Linked DNA regions of Mus musculus: region 1 is linked to region 2. A link is a contact called in public HiChIP or PLAC-seq data. All regions are on one chromosome and are shown on one strand. The core of a region is the stretch at or near the end of the contact, and the rest is flanking DNA. Distances in the headings are between cores, read along the strand shown. Region 1 has its middle 20 kb from the start of 2610008E11Rik. Region 2 holds the start of Cstb (cystatin B).

What was found. HiChIP or PLAC-seq counts read pairs in DNA pulled down with a chosen protein or histone mark.
Region 1: a contact with region 2 is called in an H3K27ac HiChIP or PLAC-seq map of the NIH/3T3 cell line, with 7 times the contacts expected there. The contact joins the enhancer-like site here to the promoter of Cstb in region 2. A contact is called at or near these places in 8 of 39 promoter capture datasets (the 3T3-L1 cell line, 3T3-L1-derived adipocytes, hippocampal neurons and 3 more) and 3 of 115 datasets of contacts at active chromatin or transcription factors (the NIH/3T3 cell line, astrocytes and embryonic forebrain).

What each region holds. Positions count from the first base shown.
Region 1 is chr10:79,115,010-79,119,543 of GRCm38.p6, reverse strand. No RefSeq gene overlaps it. Among named protein-coding and RNA genes, the nearest start is that of 2610008E11Rik, 20 kb to the right of the region's middle. Within about 2 kb of position 2,878, at least 58 of the 459 cell types and tissues checked have an H3K27ac peak or open chromatin away from gene starts, as enhancers often do. A contact at or near this core is called in the NIH/3T3 cell line, where this site is marked.
Region 2 is chr10:78,423,941-78,428,774 of GRCm38.p6, reverse strand. It overlaps Cstb (cystatin B), which reads right to left and starts at 3,105. Exons shown (of 3, transcript NM_007793.3): 1 at 2,918-3,105; 2 at 1,747-1,848; 3 at 1,153-1,464. The coding sequence starts at 2,983. The coding sequence ends at 1,336.

The DNA of each region.
Region 1 (4,534 bases), core at 1,629-4,128, 690 kb before region 2:
TTTACTGGCATATTTATGAAACTAGAACCTGGGAAATAGAATAGATATGGAGGTTGAACAAGGGTAGGGGTGGAAGGGTAGGAACAGAAGGAATCAGGTTGGTGGAGGATGGAGAGAGGGAGAGTACTAGGAGAGACAACTGGAATGGGGGGCATCTCAAAGAAAGCTAGAAACCTAGCAGAATGGAAACTTCCTAGCTGTGATGGTTTGTATACGCTCAGCCCAGGGAATGGCACTATTAGAAGGTGTGGCCTTGTTGGAGTAGGTGTGTCACTGTGGGTGCGGGCTTTAAGACCCTCACCCTAACTACCTGGAAGTGAGTCTTCCACTAGCAGCCTTCAGATGATTTAGAACTCTCAGCTCCTCCAGCACCATGCCTGCATGCCTGTGGATATGTTCCTGCCTTGATGATAATGGACTGAACCTCTAAACCTGTAAGCCAACCCCAATTAAATGTTGTCCTTTGTAAGACTTGTCTTAGTCATGGTGTCTGTTCACTGCAGTAAAATTCAAACTAAGAAAGAAGTTGGTACCAGGAACTGGGGTATGCTGTGATAGGCCTGACCATGCTTTTGTTTAGAAGAATGGATTTTGGGACTTTGGATTTGCAAAGCAGTGGAATGCTTTAAATGTGGCTTAATGGGCCATCCTAGTAGGAATATGGAAGACATAGTTACTGAGAGTGATTTGAATTATTCAGACCTGGCCCAAGAGGTTTCAATGGAGAATTTCAATATGTGGCCTAGAGACATTTTTTTTGTGTGTGTGATATTTTGGATAAGAATGTGGCTACTTTTCGTCCTTGTCTGAAGAATCTGCTTAAAGATAAGGTGAAGAGACTCAAATTAATTGCATTGACAAAGGAAGTCTCAGAAATGCCCATATTAGACTTTGTTCTCTGGTTAAGTCTCATGAAGAACATTTTAAACAAGAACAGCAAGCTGAGAAAGGAAAAATATAAAATCTATGGATTGAATTTTAAATTCAATTTAATTAATTAATTTTAATTAATTAAATTCAATTTATTTCACTTCACCAGGAAGTGAAATGGAGCTGAATCCTGTGTTCAAGGATATTAAATTGAATTAAGGGAGTAGTGACTTTGGGGCAAGATCCTACCCAGCTAAATTTATATCCAGGAATGGTGGTGCACACCTTTAATCCCAGGAAATAAAGGCAAGCATATTTCTGAGTTCAAAGCCAGCCTAGAACACAGCAAGTTCTGGGTGAAGAAAAGCTTGTCCAGGCTTGGTGGACCACACTTTTAATCCCAGTGTTTAGTAGACAGACATGCAGATCTCTGAGTTCAGTCAATTTACAGAGCAAGTTCCAGGACAGCCAAGTTTAGGCAGTGAAAGAGCTAGAAAACAGAAAACTAGTGATAATGTAATAGAAAAAGGGGGTCATGTTCCAGCCCCAGCAAGCAGCAGAACTCAGCAGATTTGGCTTTAGAGTTCATAATAGAAGGGACTACTGGGAAAATTGGTGCTGGTTAGCTGGAGCTAAGAAATTAGTAGTGATTAAGAAGAGACCCATATCACTGAGGTGAAATCTTCTGGGAAGTGTTTTCTGGGAGCACAAACAAGATGTGTTCCAGAGATAGCTAAGGTTATATCTCATGCTGCAGCTGTACTTAGCAATATATAAGAGTAATATATGGTTTTGAAGGCATACAGGAGCCATGAAGAGCAACTGAGTCTTGGCACTGTGAGAGGCCATGGAAGGCCACTGATGAAGGTGCAGCTTCAGTTGCAGTTGACATCCCAGGAATGAAGGGGTCATGCAAAGCAGTTGAGGTTTGGCACCATGAAGAGAGCCTATAGAAGGTCATTGGTGAAGCCTAGTTGCAGGGGAAGATCCCAGTTTATTGAAAATGCCAGTCATGAGGATGATGACCAGCATCAGTAGCATCAGTGGAGTGGATCAATTTGAGCTTAGAGTTCTATGGAACACAGAGCTGTAGAAATAACACCAGCCCTTTGGAAGAGCCCAGAAGATCATGTGTGGAACTCAGACATTGGAACAAGAAGCTGTAATGTTGACGTTGCCTTGGAGACCTCAAGATGTTAAAGATGTCAGTGCTGTGGGATTTCTGCCAATGAAAGCTGCTAACAGAGAGTAGAAGCAGCCCAGGAGAAAGAAATTTGTTGCAGTCAACAAAGATGAAAAAGGAGTTGGAGATCTGAAGACTGCTTTGACATCAGAAATGGAGATACAGAGTTTGGAGTTTGCCCAGCTGGTTTCCTGTCTTGCTTTGGTGATTACAGTTAAGTGATTGTATGAATCTCAGAAGAGACTTTGAACTTTTGACTTTTAACATTGCTTAGACTGCTATAGGCTATGGGGGCTTTTGAAGTTGGACTAAATGTATTTTTTATTATGCTGTTGGTAGGTATGGGGCCCATAGACTCATGTGTTTGAATAAGCCTATAGGGCCCACGGTGTAGAATGTGATGGTTATGCTTGGTCCAGGGTATGGCACTATTAAGAGGTATGGTCTTGTTGGAGTACATGTGTCACTGTGAGTATGGGATTAAGACCCTCATCCTAGCTGCCTGGAAGTAAGTATTCTGCTAGTAGCCTTCAGATGAAGATGTAGAACTCTCAGCTCCTCTTGAATCATGCCTGCCTGGATGCTGCCATGTTCCTGTCTTGATGATAATGGACTAAATCTCTAAACCTGTAAGCCAACCCCAATTAAATGCTGTCTTTTATAAGAATTCACAGCAGTAAAACCCATATTTAGAAGAAATTCATCCAATTTCTGTCAAGCAATGGCCACTAGATGGCGAGATTTCACAGTGTTGTGGGAACCTTTGTGATCTGGGAATAGAATGCCACAGTTGTTGGCATACTCCCTGTGCTTCTTAGGTCTGGAGGTCAGAGAGGCTGTGTATTGCCAGTTGCTTGCCTTGAGAAGGGCTGTTGAGGGGAGATTCACAGGAGGACTCTGAAGGTCAGCCCAGCAGGCCATGATAAGTGCAGCCGCAGAGCTGGTGATGGGCAGAAGACTGGCAGCTTCTGCAGAGTTGGGGTGGGGGGTCTTTCAAGAGAGGTTCCAGAACTTTGTGGGTCTGCAGTCCCCCCTCTGTCATCTGGTCAGGGAGCAGCAGCCCAGCACTGCAGCAGTAGGCAAAGGAGAACCCCTTTGGGGACCCCTGCCCAAAGAAAGCAGATCCCTGACCAGGGAAATTCCTGAGCTATCAGAAAGAAAAAGTTAACGACTCTCTGAAGTACAGACAAGGGTATAATGTTTATAACTTAAGCTCTTATGACATTTAGAGAATGTTAAAACAAAACAGAACATAACTTTAAGAATTCCTAAGGAATGACAAGGCCTGAGAAACAGAAGGAAATACAAGTAATTTCCTTTTAAACAGGATGCATCTGCTTAAGCCACTCTTCTTACGTGTTCTTATAGCAGATTCATAATTCACTATTTTAGTGAAAACTTAGCTGGATTTGAAATGCTAAAGGCCTTTTAAGTTTTTTGTAAGTTTAAAGATTACTTTTTATAGATTCAAGCATTGGGTGTTAAAAGGCATTATTCTGTATGCTCTGGGCTTATACATCATTACACTGAGTTCTAGTTGTGATTAGTGCCACAATAAGACAGTTTCCAAATAAGGAAACTGAGACTTCAGATTATGAAGCTTTTTAAAGGTCCATTTTGTGTAGCAATGTATATATGTTATCTCCAGCTGTGTTTTCCATATGAACACTTCATAGAAATTATGTCAGCTGAGCTTGGTGCTGCATGCCTATAGAATCCGAGTAGGCAGACTGATCCCATGTTTGAGGTCAGACTGGGCCACATAATGAAGCCATTGTGAGAATCTGACTCAAAAATAAATAACAAACAAATGTACAAACAAACAAACAAACAAAAACACAAAGGGAAGAAATTGGTCTTGGTGACACAAGCTTACTTGTTGAGCCCAGAGATTGAGATGTCAGGGCCAGGACATTTAGAGTTCAAGGATATGTTTAGCTACATAGTGAAGTTTGAGGCAGGTCTGGGCTACATGAGATATTTTCTGAAAAAAATCGAACTGAATTGAACCATACATCTCACCTTTTTCTGACAGACCCTACACTGAGAAAATAGACATTGAAATTGAAATCCATGTTGGTTGACTGATGTCACAATGGTCAGTGGCTCCTAGTCAGCACCAAGTGCTAGGCTCAGGGCTAAATACTGTAGATTTCTCACAGACATCCCAAAGGTTGGGAAATGAGGTTAGGGACTGTGCCATCAATTAATCCTGCTACTGGCATGAAACAGTAAGGGTGACGAGAATGGAGACAACAGAGATCCCACATATGCAGGAGGACTGGTTTTGTTTTGTGTTTGACCAGCCATGAGTGTGTGAAAGTGCATTCTCATGATATTTGTAGTCATGCTGGAATTTTCATAGAGTAACAGCTGTAATATCAACCAACACCTGTGTGTGTGTGTAAAACACATTTCATGTAATCCAAACTGGCCTCCAATGTGTGTTGTAGACAAGGCTGTCCTTAAACTCCTAGACAT
Region 2 (4,834 bases), core at 1,856-4,355:
CAGCAGACCTCAGTACTGTGTTTGCAACATGACTCTGAACTCAAGAATGTCACCTCTCTTCATCTAGCACTGACCTTCCTAAGGGAAGCAGGTTCGGGAAGGCCGACTGGTCAGGACGAACACAAAGGTCCAGGTTGTGCTCTGAGGAGACTGAGCCATGGGAACCAATAGCCATGGCTGGGATGAGCAATGTTGGAAGGGTGGATGCTAGGTCCTGACTCTCCCACCTAGGTGCTATGACTCAGCGAACAAGGTCACTCCCCTGCCCTAGATCAGAAAGACTTTCCCAGGCTTGCTCAGGTCATGTCTATCACAGAAGGGACTCTACCCACTGGGTCACTTCAGCTATGAATTGTTGGGATGACCCATCCTCACACGTGTTGTATCAATTGGCTATGGAGGTGTGTTCCTGTATTCTCAATTGTTACTTGCTGTGTTGGCAGCGCCAGGATATGTAAATCGGGCTTCCTCACCTGCCCAAAAAGAAAAAAAACCGCAAACTGCCTTGGTGGAAGTCACGCGATCCCCAGTCTGGCCAATGGGCAACAGGGCGGAGCGTAGTCTAGCTGCTGATTGGCTCAGATTGGATGATGAATAAAGAGCTTGTGGCTGAAGCTCCACGTCTTCATGTCTTTATTCTTAAACCTAAAGCGAGATCCCCCAAAAGCCCCCACAATAATGAATCACTGTGTTTTTGCGATGCTGGGCATTACACCAGAGCCTGATACCAGTTTATGAACGGTTCAGTGGCTAAAGACACTTGCTGTCATTCCTCATGACCTGAGTTCAATCCCAGGAAGCAATATGGTGGAAGGAGAGACTCACCTCCAGCAGGTTGTCCTCGGACCTCCAATGTGCACCGCGGCATGAACGTATATGCTCATGAGCATATCCGCCCGTAAATAAATGTAGAAGTAAAATAAACACATCACTTGCCTTTTCTTGGTATAGCTACATTATAACTGTGATTTGTTTGTTTGGAGACAGGGTTTCTCCGTGTAGCCCTGGGTGTCCTGGAACTCACTCAGTAGACCGACCAGTCTGGCCTTAACCTCCTGAGTACTGGGATTAAAGGCATGAGCCACCACTGCCTGGTGTGACTGTGATTTTTCAAACAAAGGGGAAAAAAATTAAAACTAAGGACACAATTCATATAGTCTCTAAAAATATATATTTAGAGAGATCATATACAGTTTTCTGAAAATAATTATTTGGAAGGATGCAAAATACAACGCAGTTTGAGAATCACAACAGAAGCTGCTCAACTCCCTTCTCTCCATCACCGAGGGGGGTTTTACTACGTGGTCCCAAACACAGGTGCAAAGGAGCCCCGAATCAGAAGTAGGAGAGCTCATCGTGCCTTTCTTTGTTGGTCTGATAGGAAGACAGGGTCAAAGGCTTGTTTTCATGGGGGAGGGGTTGAAACACCCTCAAGTGCACGCATTTATCTCCACCAACATCAACCTGGAGGAAGACAGACAGACAGACATGTGAGTGAAAGGTAAGGTTCCAGTTCCAGGCTTAACCCAGCCTTAGAAACTGAGCCAGAACAGGCCACCAGCCACTAACTTAGCCAGTGATAACCCTTGTCTCCTCCTTTAAGGCCGGGAACCCTAACACCCCAAATTCATCCTCTCAGAACATGTACATGTCCCCTTAAGGGGTTCTCTGCAGGAAGTTGCAGGACACTCTGCTCTACTCTGAGACTATGTCCCCAGTTCATGCCAAGCTACTATCAGTACCCACCTTGATGAAGAGGTTGGTGCCAGCCACTATCTGTCTCTTGAAGGATATGGCTTTAAAGACATCAAACTTCTGATTTTCTTTCGATTCAAGCTGGGACTTCACCTGGATGGTGGGTGAGAAGGAAGGACTTAGATTCATGCACAGGTGCCCCCACACACACACACTGCCAGCCTTCAATACTCCTCATTCCGGGGGACATGGTAAACTGTTGGCCCCACTGATAAAGAACAACACAGCTCCTTTTTTTTGGGGGGGGGGGGGACAGGGTCTCACTATGTAGCTATGGCTGGCATGGAACTAAGCAAACTGGGCTGGCTTCAAATTCAGAGAGACTCGCCTGTCTCTGCCTCCTGAGTGCTGATGTGGCACGTGGCCAAGGTTCCCTTGCCTGGCCAGTGTGTCTGTAACATTTCCTCATTTCTAGGGTCTCATGGAGCTGACTCACTCCTTCTTGGCCACTTCAGTCAGAGCAAACACCTCCCAAGATCAGCTAGGCTTAGTGGACAGGGTCCTGGGCTTGGGGCGTGGCAGGAGAGCTGAAGAGAGGATTTGTTTAACTTTTCTTCTCTTGCTAATACCCTGAACCTCCCCCTACCTTGTACTGAATCTCTGCTCTGCTAACAGTCACAGGAAGGGCAGCCCAGGCCCAAGGTCCACCCCCTCGTTTCAGACTAGGCACAAGCAAGTTCTACAACTTCTGGTTTTGATCCTTTTTTTTTTCCCTGAGGGGCGGTGTTGGTGATGGTGGTGGTGGTATCAGTTGAATTCCTGCCACTGAGCTAAACAGTCCTAGCTCTTTCTTTTGAGGAGACAAGCACAGTAGCCCAGTCTGGCTTTCTCTTGTTTAGGCCTGGGTGTAAGTCAAAAAGGTGCCGTCTAGGTTCTAACAGCTGCCTTCCTGAATTCTCTGGGACCACCGGATCCCTCCACCGATCCCGGGGCTAGTTCCCTAATAGGTGAGTGGCCCTCTTGTATGCAAGCGGCAGAAGACTCGCCCCAGTTCCCGGCCCTGAATCTTCCAACCAGATCCAGAGCCCCCAGCTCCCAGTCACACTTGTGGCCGCCCCGGAAACCCGCTGCAGGACCTGACCAGTCTGGGCAGGCCGGTCCCTGAGGCCGCCGGGTCTCCGCAGGCCTGGCTCAGACTGGCCTGACCTGGGCCCAGCCTCACCTGGTCGGCGACCTCCTGCGTCTCGGCCGTGGCTGGCATTGTGGCAGATGGCGCGCCACACATCATCTTGGCAGCAGTAGTCGGGGTAGCACGGAGAAGCTGAAGACAGATCCAACTAGGAGACCTGGGTGCCTGGACCCTAGAAAAACCTGGCTTGGCTCCGCCCCCCCGGACCCGTAGCACGTGACAGAGCGACGGGGCGGGGCGCCGCACCCTCTCGCTCGCTCTCTTTACTGTCACCACCCTCCGTTCCAGGCAGAGTCAGGAGACCCAGGCTGGGCGTGGGCGGAGGGTGAGGCATGGTGGGTGCTTCACGTCCTTTCCCTGAACGGACGCTAAGAAGGGTTTGGAGGCTGGGAGTCCTGATTGCCCCTCAATGGTCGTGAAGTGATTGTAGGAGTATCTCTGACCCGGCTTAGGGGCTTCCGGGTCCTCACAGGATGCAGAGATGTGAGAAGGGGTCCTAGTCTTTCCATGGAGTAGGTGGACACGAAGTACAGCCCTGGACATCTCAATTTCCCCTTGTCCTGTGACTATTAAGTGGGGGTCTTGATGGGTCCCTATCCCTCCTTCCATAGAGTGGATACAGAAATAGATGATTGAGGACCTAGAAGTCTCAGATCCCTGTTCCTTGACCCCTGGCCCCATCCTTTCCTCCCCTCCCCAACGTGGACTTAGTTTTTGGGTCCGGATAACCCCATGAAATAAGAGCTTATCTGGGAATTCCATTCTTTTTGAATGACATGGCCTTGTCAGGCGGTAGGCGGGGCTTGGGGATCCCAGCCCCAGCCCCACAGAGCTGGGTAGGTGGTCTATTCTGGGTGAGACTCTATTCTCACACACCCAACACAGGCTGGGAACCATGAGGACCCCGGATATGCCCTCTGTCAGTGCTCTTACTTGAGTGACCTTCAAACCCGAGTTTCCGTTTGCAAAACTGTCACAGTTGGATAGCAGGACATGATGGTATACACCTGCAATCCTGGCACTTGAGAGGCTAAGCTAACCTGACTATGCAGTGAGACCTTGGCTTAAAAAAAATAATTTGGGGGTGCAGAGGTAGCTCATGGTAAGGGGCTTGCCACGGAAGTGCGACAGCCTGAATTTGATATTTGGAACCCAGTCAAAGAGCCAAGTGAGGGGCTGGAGAGATGGCTCAGCAGTTAAGAAAACTGGCTGCTCTTCCAGAGGACCTGAGTTCAATTCTCAGCTCCCACATACTAGCTCACAACTCCAGTTCCATGGGATCCTATTTCTCCACCCCCTGGCCTCAATGGGCACTAGGGATGCAAGTGGTGCCCAGACATACATGGAGACTTGTGGTGGTGGCAGTCAACCCAAACTAAAACAGAAGTTAGTACCAGACACTGGAGTATTGCTGGGATTAGGCCTGGCCATGCTTTTGTTTGGAGGAATGTGGATTTTGGGTTAGAAAAGCAATTGATCACTTAATAGTTCATAGGGCCATAGTAGTAGGAATATGGAAGACAGTGGTGATGAAGGTGATGTGAGCTTTGGGGGTCTGGTTCAAGAGGTTTCAGAGGACAAAACTATTTGTATGTGGCCTACAGACTGTTCTCGAGCTTTGGCTAAGAACGTGGTTGCTTTTTTGCTCTTGTCTAAAAAGTCTTCGTGAGGCTAAATTTAAGTCTTTGGGATTAGTTGAGCTGGCAGAGGAAATTTCAAAATGGCCCAGTATCGACTCTCTTGTGTGGTTGTTAGTGGTCACTCTTATGAAGATCTATAATGAAAAGGAGCAAGCTGAGGAAGTAAAAAATACAAAATGTACAGAAAAGGGGGCACCAGGAAGTGGAAAGGAGCTAAATCCTGTTTTTTAAGGAGTTAAACAGGTAACAGAAAAGCCAAATGTTTACATAAAGGGAATGGTGACTTCAGGGCAAGAGTCTGCCCAGCTAA